2 separate regions of the Zea mays genome follow, and region 1 is linked to region 2. The links are chromatin contacts, called in public Hi-C maps. All regions are on one chromosome and are shown on one strand. Each heading gives the region's core, a stretch centred on a gene start, on an enhancer-like site or on the middle of the called end of the contact. The rest is flanking DNA. Distances are from core to core; before and after follow the strand shown. Region 1 holds the start of LOC100501717 (Putative DUF231 domain containing family protein). Region 2 holds the start of LOC100281996 (60S ribosomal protein L29-like).

Region 1 (7,574 bases), core at 208-2,707, 240 kb after region 2:
ATTAAACCCAATCTGTTTAATTTCTTTAATTTAGTAAGATATCGACTTTATATTGTTGTTATATTTGGAGTTTATGTGGTTAAATGATGCTAGAATTGTTTAATACCTTTAAGTTAGTAAACTATGAACTTTATATGATTGTAATATTTTGATTTTTTATGTGGTCAAATATATGGGCCGGGCTTGGGCCGGCATGGCCCAACGAAGACACGTCGTGGTTTAGGGGCGGGCTGGGCCACTGTTTTTACAATTCGGGCTGGCACGACACGGTCCAAAAGTTTTTTGGACTTTCCTACCCCAAACCCGTTTGACACGAAGTACGATGGGTTGGGTCAGGCTGACCCGGCACAGCCCAATTCCCAGCACTAACTATGAGTGGTTTTGATGACTGTGATCTTAGTTCGAAGCCCACTCATAGCAAACCACAATTTCTTTCTTTTTTAATTTTTTATGCATTGTGGAGCGTTTGGCATGGCGTGGTCGGTTTGTACGGTGGCGTGTTTGTGTAAGACTAGCCGCAGTGGTGCACGCTGCCCCTCCCCCTCCCCCTCCGCGTGTTTGTGTAAGACTAGCCGTAGTGGTGCACGCTGCCCCTCCCCCTCCCCCTCCCCTTGCATGCGGCGCGTAGGGGGCACCCTATGCCCGCAGCGGTGCCCCTACAGCGCCCTCTACGTGTCGGTCCCCTTCTCTCTCCCCCCAGATCTAGCGTGTCACTGTTCATCACCCTAAACACTGTGCTGTGGGTACACGAGTAATTGTTAGTAGATAAAAAATTGATAGTTGATATAAAAAATGATATTTTATAGTGGTAGTGGGGTATAGGGAGAGTATTTAGGGGGAACCGCTGCGGGAGATGAAAAAATATGGGAAAATAGGGGAAAAAGTGATATAGGGGGAAAAATTTAGGGGTAACGATTGCGGATAGTCTAATGCATCTACGCGCCAGCGATTTTATTTTCTTTGGGCGTGCTGACGATTTTATTTTTCTCGCCCGCGCGCTGCGACATTTGGCTTGTCTTGCACAAGAGCGACGCTTTAATGAGGGTATTTTAGTTTCAAATGAGAAAAAAAAATCGGGACGTCAATCTTTTTTATTCCTAACGAGGGAGTAATAATTTTGGCTACCCTCCTAACGAGGTGAAATCCACTATCCATTACTAAAAGAAGAAAAAAAATACTAGGCTCCAACGCAAAAACAAAAGCCAATCACCAGCCGTCTCGGTCGCATGGAGCAGTGCGCCACTTTTGACCGTTACCCACTTACCCGGACCATCCTCCTGCGATTATGCATGGCGGCAAGCGAAGACTCGCGTAATTACCGTGCGCTTTGGGCCACTTTGGGCCATAAAGCAACAGTAACCCTTCATGGAGTTCCTCCCTCCACCACTCGCCAGAAGTGCCGTACCCCCTTTCCCTCCACGCATTTCGCTACCCTTGGGCCCAAAGCACACCCGACCCTACCCCGCAGGGTGGCGGCGCCCACCCCACCCGCTTGTCCTGTCCTCCGCTCCCTCTTGAAGAGCGTGCCCCGCGCCCCGCCATAAAGAAACATCGAGCAACGCGAAGAAAGCTGCCGCTGCCTGCCTCCTGCTAGCAGTTGCAGCCCCCGCCGCCGCGGAGGCGGAGGAGGTGAAATCAACCGCGGTTGTCCCCGGTGGGCGCAAGCGAGGCCAGCAGGTCGCGGAAGTCCCAATTCCCAGCTGCGGCCCTCCAGTCGGTTCCGTGCCGCGCCGGTGCCGATGCGGATCCCGCGGCGGAAGGGCGGGGCCGGGCCGCTCGCTGTCGGGGTGCCCAGCAGGCGGGCACAGGTGGCCGCGGTCTTCGCGCTCGCCACGCTGCTGGGGGTCTCCGTGCTCTACGACGCCGCCCACATCGCCGCCTCGCTGCGGAGGCACGGCGGCCCGACGGCGTACGCCAAGCTCTCCTCCTCCGACGGCGCCGCCTCCGTCTCCGGCGTCGCGAGGGTAGGCACCTACCGTTCCTGCTCCTTTCCTACTAACCTGTCGCTCGCTCGGTGCTGTCTGTAAGCTAAACCTACGGTGGCTTCCGTTTCCTCGTGCAGGAGGAGGTGGCGGCCGTAGAGACGCTCGCGCCGCCGGCGAGGGCAGTGGGGTCTGACGGCGCGGATCGGACCGACCCGCCCCCGCACGAGCAGCAGGAGGAGGCCGAGGAGGGCGCGGCGAAGCCCGGTGCCTCCCTGCAGCAGGACGCGCCGCTGACCGAGGAGGTGGTGGAAGGGGGAAGCGGGGGCCACGGCGGCGGCGGCTCGCAGGAGCAGGAGCAGGATCAGGCCCAGGGGACCTGCGACCTGTACAAGGGCCGCTGGGTGTACGACGAGTCCCGCGCGCCGCTGTACAAGGAGTCCGAGTGCAGCTTCCTCACGGAGCAGGTCACCTGCACGCGCAACGGCCGCCGCGACGACGACTACCAGAAGTGGCGCTGGCAGCCCGACGGCTGCGACCTCCCCAGGTACCACCACGGCTTCCTTGCTTGCCTTGCCTACCACTGCATTCCGTTATCCTTTCTCCCCCTTCCTGCAGATGCTGTCCATACGTATACGTGTACGTCCATACGGGCTTACGCGGCCCGGCTCGCGTCGTAGGGTAGGGTAGGTGCGTGCGCGCTTTCGCTTGCGGAACTAGATTACTGGAAAGCGGAGGTGGACGCGTGCTCCGCATGGGCGGCCAGATCACTTCGCGCTTTCTTTTCTGTTTATTAGAGATCACAGCACTTGAGCGGACCCGTGTCTGCATCCTGGGGAAGAGACGGGGGGCGCAGCAGTCTTTTCGTCTCTTTGCGCTCTGTGTTGACGTGGTGATGCGCCCAACTTGTCTGCGGATGCGCAATTGCGCCAGGAGTACAGGTGTATTGCTCACTAGAAAACACTACCAATAACCCCCCCCAATTTGTCAGGACAGTAGTAACAAACAACTAATTATGGATGAAAAATAATATCGATCGTCTTCCAGCATTACCAACATCTCGTAGTGTAGCCTTGCTGTAACTGAACCCTTTCATCTTACTGTTGCAACGGTTGTGCTTAGTTTTTGCATCTCGTAGAGGGTTCGTGCTTAGTTTTTGCATCACTCTGTCATTGTTGCTAGCACCCTCAAGTTTTCATCAAGGCAAGTGGCTGTACATGGTTCCCCTGCATCTAGTCTGCAGAGCACGTTAGGTGAAGTTGATCTGTTAAAGTCTACTCATTAGTTGTGTTTCTTGGCATCTAAGATTCGTGTATGGGGTTACTTAATCTGTTAGGTGTTATATAATTGATGAGAAAAAGAGACCGCACTCACATCAAGCTACGGTCTTTCTTTGAATATATTAAGCAATTTATTGTTTGATAGAGAAGTTCTGTTCGTTAGAGAGGAAGTGGTTGAATGGGGAGGTAAGTAACAGTGTTTGGAATCTAAAAAAGAAATAGGAAAAATACAAGTGGGAGCTGTTGCATGATGTTGCAACAACTTCTAGTTCCAACTAACTGCTACTCCCTCCATTCTCTTATATAAGGCGTAGTTTGGTACGACAGGGTCACCTGTATTACAACTTTAACCATTTATTTATTTTGTATCATATCGTTTATACTTATACACTTATACAGATTGGATAGCGCGTTTAATTGCAAATGTGACCTTATCAAGTTTGAATTGTAATCACTAAATTTTATTAGTCAAATTATTGGACAACGGTTTTAAAGTTTGAATCTTGATATGTGTGTGCCTTATAAAAGAGAATGGAAGGAATAACAATTATCTACACTTTCAATATCTGTCAGTAAATTGGTGAATACCCTACCTCGTTGTAAAACATCAACCAAAACATGAGGCTACTAATTGATTTCTATGTACCCGAGATCCTTTCAAATTTGGTAGGGCTGGGCTCACATTTATCTGTATTGAGCACAAGTAGTCACACTCATGTATTTACTAATTGTTAGTTTATTCATTTTCGTATATGCATGGAGCTATCAGCTCTTGAGCTTACTTGCAGTATTATTTACTCCATATATTTAGGTAACGCATTCAGTAAAAATATGTAGCACAATAGCAGGCACTGATCTGTTCCCCTGCTACATATTACATGGCTAAACCTTCAAAAACAGAGGAAACTTATCAGAAAATCTTTCTGCTACAGATTTGAGGCTAAGTTGCTTCTGGAGAAGCTAAGGAACAAAAGGCTGATGTTTGTGGGTGATTCTCTGAATCGGAACCAGTGGGAGTCCATGGTGTGCCTGGTCCAGTCAGAGGCACCATGGGACAAAAAATCTCTCGTCAAGAATGGTTCTCTTAATGTCTTCCATCTTCAGGTATACTTACTCATCAAGCAGTGACCGCGACGCGGCATCATAGAATAAATTGGTGTTTGTATTAGCAAATTGGCAGCGTCAAGAATGCTCAAATTCTGTTGATGCTGACATTACGAATCTTATAGCTAAACCCTGACGCGAATCGTTTACTCGGAATGTTTCAGGAGTACAATGCAACAGTTGAGTTCTACTGGGCTCCGTTCCTAGTGGAGTCAAACTCAGACGACCCAGACATTCACAGCATCAGCGACCGCATGATCAAGCCGACATCGATCGCGAAGCATGCGGCAAACTGGGAAGGCGTGGACTACCTGATCTTCAACACTTACATTTGGTGGATGAACACACCGCAGATGAAAACCGTGTGAGTAATTAATTGTCTTACTCGCGAACAATGGAAAGGGTGAGCTGCTCATGCCTTACACGAGCTACCTTCTTGACTACAGGCACGGTGGATCTTTCTCAAGGAAACACGTAAAGTACGATGAAATAGAGCGTGTGGAGGCATACCGGAAGGTCCTCAAGACGTGGTCCAGATGGGTAGAGGCGCACATTGATCCCAAGAGAAGCACGGTCCTATTCATGAGCGTGTCACCGGTACATATGCAGTAAGTATCCATCCGTACCTTGCTTGATATGCAGAATTTCTGCCCCTCCACAGTCACTCACTGTCTTGTTGTGGTCCAGGAGTGAAGGCTGGGGCAGCCCCAACGCCGTAAAATGCTTCTCCGAGACGCAGCCGGCGATCAACTACACGAAGAAACTGGAGGTGGGCACGGACTGGGACCTCTTCGCGGCCGCCCAGCGCGTGACGAGGTCGATGGAGAAGGTGCCGGTGCGCTTCGTCGACGTGACCGCGCTGTCGGAGATCCGCAAGGACGCGCACACCTCCGTGCACACGCTGCGGCAGGGGAAGCTCCTGACGCCCGAGCAGAAGGCGAACCCGAGGAAGTTCGCGGATTGCATCCACTGGTGCCTCCCCGGCGTGCCGGACACGTGGAACCAGTTCGTTTATGGTCACATCGTGTCGAGCCCGCCGCCGCCGCAGGATCAACCTCACAGATAACAACAGCTAGAAATACTTCTCGTGCATCAGTGTGTTTGTGGTCGACGCCATAAGTTATTTCTTTTTCCCCTAATAGTAGGTTTAGAAGCCTATGCTGCTGGACTGGTTCACCTGAGCATCTGTTGGAAGGTCAGATCGCACTAGTGTAGCCAAAAAAAGCAGCAGTAAATGTGGTTGTTTGAGCCTGAGGGGAAATGCGCGCTTCTGTGCCTCGTGTTTCTACCTGGCACGTGTACATAATTTTTTACCAGAATCATTCGTGAAATTGTTTCTATTCGTGTCGAAATATTTCTCTTAAAAGGTGCCAGAAATTTGCTGCTTGTGTCATGTGGGTCTGACCTGGTTGCCTCGCTGCACGGGAAAAAAGTGAAACTGAATCTACTGTGCAACAATATAACCAAGACATAGAGATGGAGATGGCAGGATATTTTTTTAAAATATATTATTATTCAAAACAATCCTCCCATCTCTCCCCGGATATTTTTAAAAGGTCCTCCCAACTATATCCATGTGTCTTGGTTGCACCGGTTGTATCAATTGATTTGATTTCCCCTCATACGTTCCCATCAAATATTTGAGGTATAGAAACGCCATGATAAAAATTACCTTGTAGAGGTATCCATGCTTATGGCATCAGCGACTCAATGCACACTAGCCAACATAGTATGTTACTTGAAATCATAGACCACAATCGATATTTGTAGTGTTGTCCCTCGAATGTATACGATAAGCAACGAACTGTCATGTGTAGGCTCTCTTAAAATTTTGTCATTCGGCAAACAAAAACATGTGCAAGAGATATTGGTGTGGTTTCAAAGGCCATTGCTCTTCCAATCGTCCATGCGCACAAAAGACCACAACGGGAAAAACTCAGGAGCAACTCAACCAAGAAGAAAGATGTGGTATTTCGTATCTCGTACCTGCGAGGCTAGCTATGACTCTATTCTGGATATGACATGCAATCAAAATAGCTTCACCCCACCATTTCTTGTATAGTCCCATTGTATCTAACAAGATGTTGATCAACTTAGTCGTTAAAGCAATACAAGATTATTGTAACTAACCAGTTTTTTCTTGAGGCACTCGAGTTAAGTCATGCTCATTATGATTGTTTGAGCAAATAAATGGTTTTCATGCCCATAATGGCAGAATTCATCTTGTTTTTTAAAGGATGGGTGATAACATTAAGGACGAACTAGTTTTAAGTGTTAATTAGAGTTAATATACACTTAGAATAGTTTTACTTTATTTTATGTTGGTTATACTATAAGAGGGGTAAGAATTAATAACTTGACCTAGGTGAGCCTAATCTATTAGGTATGGTGCACACTTGTCAAACTTAGCACTAGATAGATTAAAGGAGGTCAAATTTTTTTTGGAACAAATCCTTCCACAAAGAGTTTGACTTAGAAGTGATTTTAGGGGTCAAGCGAGCATTGTACCCTAAGAAAATAGGGTCATAAAAACATTAAGTATGGTCTAATGCCTACACATGGGATTGCTAGAGCCGAGGGATCATTAGACTCTAGAATTTGGTACATCAAACTGTACAATAATTCTGTAGTAGTTAGGGTTTGCTATGTGGGCTATCAAACCTTGTGAACAAGATCGGCATAGGACCATTTTGTCCTATCTAATGCCTTCTAGAGAGATTTCAAAGAGGAATTTGGTGCGTAGGACTAGTCCAATGGGGTCGTAGGACCATGCACTACACAAATTCTCCAACAACTATACCTAAAATAGTGAGTAAACTATAACTGTTGAGCCTCGTTAGAGTATGGAGATTGACCCGACGCTTAGGCATTGGATGGTCTAATGCCTATGGATTCAACATAGTAAACATGTAACAATTAGTTGTTTGGTTGGAGAGTGTAAATATCTCCCCAACTCATGTATTCTAGTACTCTTTCTGATTTATTCAGATGAAGAAACACTAAAAGGAACATGTAGGCATAAGAGGGGGGGTCAATTAGGACTTCTATTTTTTGCTCCTAAACTAGGCCTCTAATGACATCTTTTAAGCAAAATCTATGCGGATAACCATGTAAGCTAGTGTACCTAAGGTTTTGTCTAAGTGTCGTTATCTCTATCGCAAAACAGAGTTATGCAACCTAGATTTTAGTCCTACCAACTATCCTATACTCTAAGCTAGAAAAGGTAAAGCACACAACCAAAGGAAGCAATATAATTTTGGAAGCTTAA
Region 2 (6,790 bases), core at 2,131-4,630:
ATAGTAAACTTCCACTTGATAAGGTCGGAGGTATTGTGCATTAAGCGAAGCTGATTTACCTCGCACCATAATTGACAATATTCATGTATGTGCGCGGCAAGGATTTGATAGGGTCCAAAGGATTTGAAGTTGAGCTTATGATGTGCATGGGGCATGACAGAAGCTTGGACATAGGGCTGCAGCTTGAGGTAAACACAATCATTTACTGCAAAGCTGTGTTCCGAGCGGTTGTTTTTGTCTGCTTGGCGTTTCATACGGCTTTGCGCACAAAGTAGGTGCTCATGCCTCATGAACCAATTCTTGCATTACTGAGCGCTCCCGAAGCCAGCTAGGAAGGTAGACTAGCAGTCACTATGTCATTAACAGACAAGCCAAGACATCTGGGCTGGCGGCCGTATAGAACCTCGAAGGGTGATCGACCAAGGGAGGAGTGAAAACGTGTATTATACTAGTATTCAGCCGCGGCCAACCAATCTTTTCGCTTCTTTGGACATGCACTGATAAAGCACCGGAGGAATGACTCGAGACATTGATTAACACCGTTTGGTTTGTTCGTTAGTTTGAGGATGGTACGACGAACCGTGCTAGACAGTTTGAAAAGGTGCTACCAAAACTGTCTCGTGAAGATGGGGTCTCTGTCGGAAACAATTGCCAAGGGAAGTCCATCCAGTTTGTAGACCTGTGCCATGAAGAGTTGAGCCCTGAGCTTCCAAATATGGAGGGTATATTGGAAGCACTGAGCTTCCAAATGTTAGAGGAAGCCCAGGCCGACCACCCCTATCTGGCTGGATCGCACCAGTGCGCGTCCCTACACACCCACGCCAGGTCGTCAGGTGTGCCCCCTGCCCAGTGCCCATGCACCAGGTCAACCTCTCCCACATGTGTCAGTCAAACTCTCGGTCTAACAACCAACCTCCCACGTGGGACACAAGGCATAAATTGTGGTTCTATTTTTTATGCGCAAATAGCGTAAATAGTCCACAAAAATAGCGTAAATAGTTCACAGAGATAGCGTAAAAACCCTGTCCAACCACTCGACCACGTGCACATGCGCAGTGCGTGCATGCAGATCCTATTTTTATTGTAGATCCGATAATTATGGCAGATCGTAGGAGTTTTATTGCATGTACGTAAATTTTGGATCACATTTTCATTTCCATTGCATGCATGCAAAAATTAGATGACTTCATGAATATAGGATCACTCCAACAGTCATGCAACTAGGATCGTTAGAACCAGTTTATTATATTTGCTGATATTAATTATGTTATATGATGTAGATATTTATGCAATTCGGTACACTACGTAAAAATCTTTTTCCTACTACATGTGCGTAAATTTAGGATGACAGGAATGTGCGATGAAAGGAAATTGATTGGTATGCATGGAAACAATAAAATCTTATTTTAAATGCTGCATTTTCTTACATAAATATAGGACCACTCTAACAGCCATGCAGTTAGGCTCGTTACAACCAGTTTATGATATATATTGATACTAATTATGTTACACGGTCTTGATATTTATGAAATACGGAACGCTGCACGTGGTACACTGGTATACACATCTCTAGATTCGAGCGTAAAAACCTTAAGTTTTGAGCGTAAAACCCCTCAGTTATGTCCATAAATACCGATCCATGTGAGAGAGGTTGATAACTCTAATGTGTTGTATTCAGGATCCTATTTTTTGTGATACATCCAAAAAGGGTGTCGAATGCATGCAATTTTTATTTTTATGCAGATCCAAAAATTATGGCAGACCTTGGGAGTTTTCAGTGCATGCGCGTAAATTTTTGATGATATTTTCGTTTGCACTTCACGCATGCAAAAAATATGATGACATGATCACGCGCATAAATTCTTATACAAAGTCGCATAAATATATACACCGTGTAGCATAATTGATAAAAAACATAATATCGATTCAACTAACAGCCCCTGCGGGAATTTGGGATAATTTTATGGCAGACGTAGAAATCGTATTCATCGTCGTAAAAAATCATCACTTGAATACATAAATAGTGTAAATAGCAGGCATAAAAACATAATCATTGTTGGCATAAACATGGATCAGATAGTTCGTCGCTAGAGGACGATCCTGAGGCCGCTAGATCAAAGGACGCCACCGAAGCCACCAAATCGGAGGAGTTGGTCATTGAAGGATGCTAGAGCCACCCACGCCTCGCGTTGTCGCCATCGCTGGAGACGACCGCGCCTCGCACGACCGCCGGAGCGACCCGCGTGTCCCATGGCCACCACCGCCGCTGCCGAAGCCTACCACGTCTCGCGCAACCACCGTCGCCACCCGCACTGGGGTGCGCCGCCGCTTGCCCGGCCGCCTCGAGAGCGCCGCCGCTTGCCCGCCCGCCTCGGGAGCGCCGCCGTCGCGTGATCCTGGGGGAGTGCCACCGCCGGCCCCCGGGATCGCCGCCACTCGCACGCCCGAGAGAACCACCACCGTCGCTAAAACCTAATTCCAGCGACCTGTGGGTGTTTTTATAGCCACCCGAATCTGGTTCGGCTGAACCGGATGGCACCGGGGGCCAGGACTTCATCTAGTTATTGGAAGCCTAAGACTTATAATATGTAAACTATATATATAATAATAGAGAATTTTCTTTAAATATAGAGTAAAATTCTAATATAAGAGCAACTCGAAAAGATTAGCTAAATGTACCGATTTAGCTACTCTCTAAAATAGATTTCACAAAAATAGTAGACTAATAAAACAGACTCTGTAAACCAACTGACTGAATGGTGAATGAAACATGCTATCTAAAAATAGAGAGCGAAGATGGATAAATGAAGAGGTACTAAATTTGAAAAGCAATTACATAGTTTGTGAGAGATGTTTTTCTTTTAATAGTAGCCATATTTATCTTTATAAAATGCTAGTCTATTAAAGTTGCTCTAAGGTGGTGGAAGATTTACAACCCACTTGAGTCTTGCATGAGGACTGATAGTCAAAATAACGTTAGATTTTCATAGAATTTTAACTCAGAACCTCAGTTTTAGGTCTTGTTCGGTTATTTATATTTTATGCAGATTGGATGAGATTAAAAAAATTATGAAATATTGTAAATTGTTTGAAATTTAAACCCACTTAATCACAACTAATTCATATGAATTGAGAGTAAAACAAAATCTCTTAGGCCATGTTCGTTTGATCCTAAAACTATAGGAATTGAGGGAGATTGAAAGAGATTGAAGAGGATTTTGACTTGTAGGAGATTTAATCCCTTTCAATTCATATGGATTGGCACAAAACGAACAAAGCCTTAACGGGCCTCTGCTGGGTTGAATCCGCGCCTCGTACAAAAATGGGTTTGAGAGAATGCCCCCTCGTCTATATAAACCCAACCTCGAAGATTCGTCTCTCCCGAAACCCTAGCTCACTTAACGCCGCCGCGGAGCTGCTCCGCGCCCCCGACGCCGGTAAGAAACAAGAGAGAACATCTGTCCCTCGTCTTCTTCCTGACGCGATCGTTCATCGCTCGATTTTTTTTTTGGAACCGATGGTGGAACCACAGGTGATTAGGAGCAGGAGCAAGAGGGGTTCGGAATGGCCAAGTCTAAGAACCACACGGCGCATAACCAGTCGTTCAAGGCGCACAAGAACGGCATCAAGAAGCCCAAGCGCCACCGCCAGACCTCCACCAAGGGGGTACGTGCTTCCCTTTCATTGCAGTTGTTCGCCTCTCAACATGCTAGTAGATTTGAATTCGAAAGCTACCCTTTCGCTGAAACATGATCATATTTATTATGTGGCCTGTGGCCTGTGCCCGAGTGCAAATGCAGTAGTTTTGTTTGTAGCATGCCTTGATGCTATCATTACTAGATGCTCCTATTTATACTAGTTTTCTGTTGTTCCTTCGAAATTGCCTTGCTGACTGCCGTGTTATTTTTGACGAAATATGCTGCAAATGTATTTGTTTTATGTGTCTAAGATTCATTATCATCCATTTAAGCATAGACATAAAAATCAAGAGCTAAAACGACTAATATTTTTGGATGTGAGTATTTTATTGTATTGGCGTCTTATTTTTAAAATATTACCATGACATGAATGTCTTTATATATTAATCTTGTTGCATACCTTCTGGTATCATCGAAGTTTTGCCAGCTACTTAGCTATTTTAGTTGATATTTGACTGAATTCTTATGCTACAACTGATGTTTGCCTACAGAATGAGTGCTATTGACACTTTAAATCTCAGGCTATGTACTTTGTTTGACCAAAAAAATTGTTTGCACAACAAATTAGTATGTATGATGATCTCTAGTATTATTGGTGTTTCATCTTCTGATTTCAATTGTGTGTTTTTTTAATAATTTTTTACTTATTCTTTATCTGCTGAAACATTATAATTGTTTTCTGAGGAAGGTTTAGGTAGTTTAATATTGACTATTTTTACTTGCATTTTTTTGACATAAATATTGTACTCTGCTGAAATTTCATTTTTATTTCCTGTTTGCTGTGTCTGTTTGCTTAATATGCCGTTTTGGACTGGGTTTTATGATCTATTAATGATCTCTTTTGTGTGCTTTTAGATGGACCCCAAGTTTCTGAGGAACTTGAGGTACTCAAGGAAGGGCAATAAGAAGAGTTGTGAGGCTGAGTCAGAGGAGTGAGATGATGCCTGAGTTTGTGGCGACAAATGCATCTCTTGTATCGTTAGGGTCTTAGTTGTGAACTTAATTTTCACATCTGTATGATTAAAAGAGATTCATCAATTGGTACTGAAGTGTTGTTTTTTTGTCTTGTTGCCTATCTGGAGTTTATTTAACTAAAATCATCAGTTGTGTCCTTGAGAATCGGGCACTTAATGTATCATTTTCGGTTCTCTGTGACCTGTGCTGTTATCTCCAATTTACCTGTTGATTTCTTGCCTTACACTGTCAATTTCTTGCCTCTTCATGTCGGTAGTTTGTGGCTTTGGTGACACAGCCTCCCAGTGCTAACCTGTGATGCGAGTGAACATGCTTTGCTTTCGCAATTGTCTCATGAGCTTCATCTCTGATGCCCCGTTTGGATGCTTGAATTGAATTCCATTCTAATAATATTAATTTAGTCATCTATCAATTAAGTTAATATGGTTTTAGGCAAAATATAACTGTATATTATTATTAAAAAGATGTTTGAAATATTTATGTGCTACATTTTTACTAAAGTCGATGAGTGTCCTATAAATTGCAGAGTAGAAATATATTCTACTAATACATAAAATTATTTTTCATCTTTCACCTATGATTTTAAATTATACTTATTTCTGAATTTTGAAAAGTGGTGGAATGTCAAATTTCAAGTCAAATATGTTACTTTGTTAAGTAAATTTTAATTTCTTTGAAATAAATGGATCCAAATAGCCTGAAAGGTATACTATCAAATGGCAAAGCCACATCGACTGCCTGCTCTGTTTTGCATCACAAAATCTTGATCTTAGCAGTCATATTTAAAAACACAGTAAATAAGCCCAGCGATAAGAGGCCAGCCGTGCCTGACTGTTCTGCTCAATTTCACAATCTGAAGGTGACGTCACGACTCACGACCCTGTTGCAGCTTTTTTCCTTTTCAGGTTTGTTATGCATAACCAATCTTCTTTGAAACTCAATTTTTTTCCATAGACGAGCATGTATAGCTAGGGTGAAACCTCGGAATTCAAATGGATCTATTCAGGTTTCCTTCTATTCACAAAGTTTTCCGTTTGCCTCTCCAACATTGGCTACACTGGTTTCCTTAGTTCGCTTTAGATTAAAGCTAGTTGTTTGAACTCCTGCAACTACAATCCATAAAGATAAAACACTGCAGAAGTCGATACAGATTAAATCTAAGCGAACATGTTGAATGTTTGGTCAACAACGTCGGCCAATTAACAACGTGACATGGATATGTGCTCAGCTCAGTGTGTCGGTATCATGGGTTTTGTGAACAACAACCTCTGTTTCTAGTTCCAGTTATGATCAAGCAGGAGAAGCGTGTTTATGCGGTAGCGATGCTGATGGTGCATCGTTGTCATTTTAAGACTATCTCCAGCAGCTTATTCATACTCATACCCATATTCAAACATCACTCTGCAAACAGTGCAGTCTACAGTGCATATGTTATGTATGGCCAAACCTATGTTAGGCGCAATAGGGCCAAGGCTGCCCAGGTGGGGCCCAAGGCCCGATAGCTAATAGATAAGCTCTATCTAGTTAGTTATACTTATCCAAAGTTAGTAGATAGACTTAGATCAACTCTATCTAGATAGTTATACTTATCCAAAGTTAGTAGATAGACTTGAGATAGCTCTATATATAGATCTGTAAACTCTGGAATAAAGATAAGCAGAATTCCAATCTATTCTGGCTTCGCAGAGGGAGCCAGAGTCTCCTGTGATCTTCTCCCTGCGTGCAACCCAGCCAGGATCACGACGGCGCCCCAGCGCCGCCGCCCTGGTCGCACCAAATCCCCTCCCTACAATCTACGCAATCTGTCCGGTAGAATCCGTAGTTCTACCAATCTGGTATCAGAGCACTCGACGATCATGAGTTCCTCCAAGTCGCTGTCACCGGGACAGCAGCCGCCGCCAGCCTCAAGCCCGCCCGCAGCGCCGGTCGTCTCCTTGGCCGCGGTCCCTGCGCCGTCGGAGGCCATGGCGCTCGGCCCTCCCGGCGCGGCCATCAACCAGCAGGCCGCCCCCGCGCTTACACCGGCCCAGATCGCGGCGTCCTTGGCGGATCTCAGCCACGCCGTGCGCGATATGCAGATCACCATGAACGCCATGCTGACAGGCCACCTCCCCTTC

What was found. A called contact is a pair of places that touch in the nucleus more often than the background predicts.
Region 1: a Hi-C map of tassel shows a contact between it and region 2, with 2.1 times the contacts expected there. The contact joins the promoter of LOC100501717 here to the promoter of LOC100281996 in region 2. A contact is called at or near these places in 3 of 25 Hi-C or Micro-C datasets (ear, leaf and tassel).

What each region holds. Positions count from the first base shown.
Region 1 is chr8:96,309,874-96,317,447 of Zm-B73-REFERENCE-NAM-5.0, forward strand. It overlaps LOC100501717 (Putative DUF231 domain containing family protein), which reads left to right and starts at 1,458. Exons shown (of 6, transcript NM_001362818.1): 1 at 1,458-1,964; 2 at 2,063-2,469; 3 at 4,135-4,306; 4 at 4,471-4,670; 5 at 4,753-4,914; 6 at 4,994-5,658. The coding sequence starts at 1,740. The coding sequence ends at 5,372.
Region 2 is chr8:96,066,013-96,072,802 of Zm-B73-REFERENCE-NAM-5.0, forward strand. It overlaps LOC100281996 (60S ribosomal protein L29-like), which reads left to right and starts at 3,381. Exons shown (of 3, transcript NM_001154911.2): 1 at 3,381-3,437; 2 at 3,533-3,666; 3 at 4,554-4,853. The coding sequence starts at 3,565. The coding sequence ends at 4,634.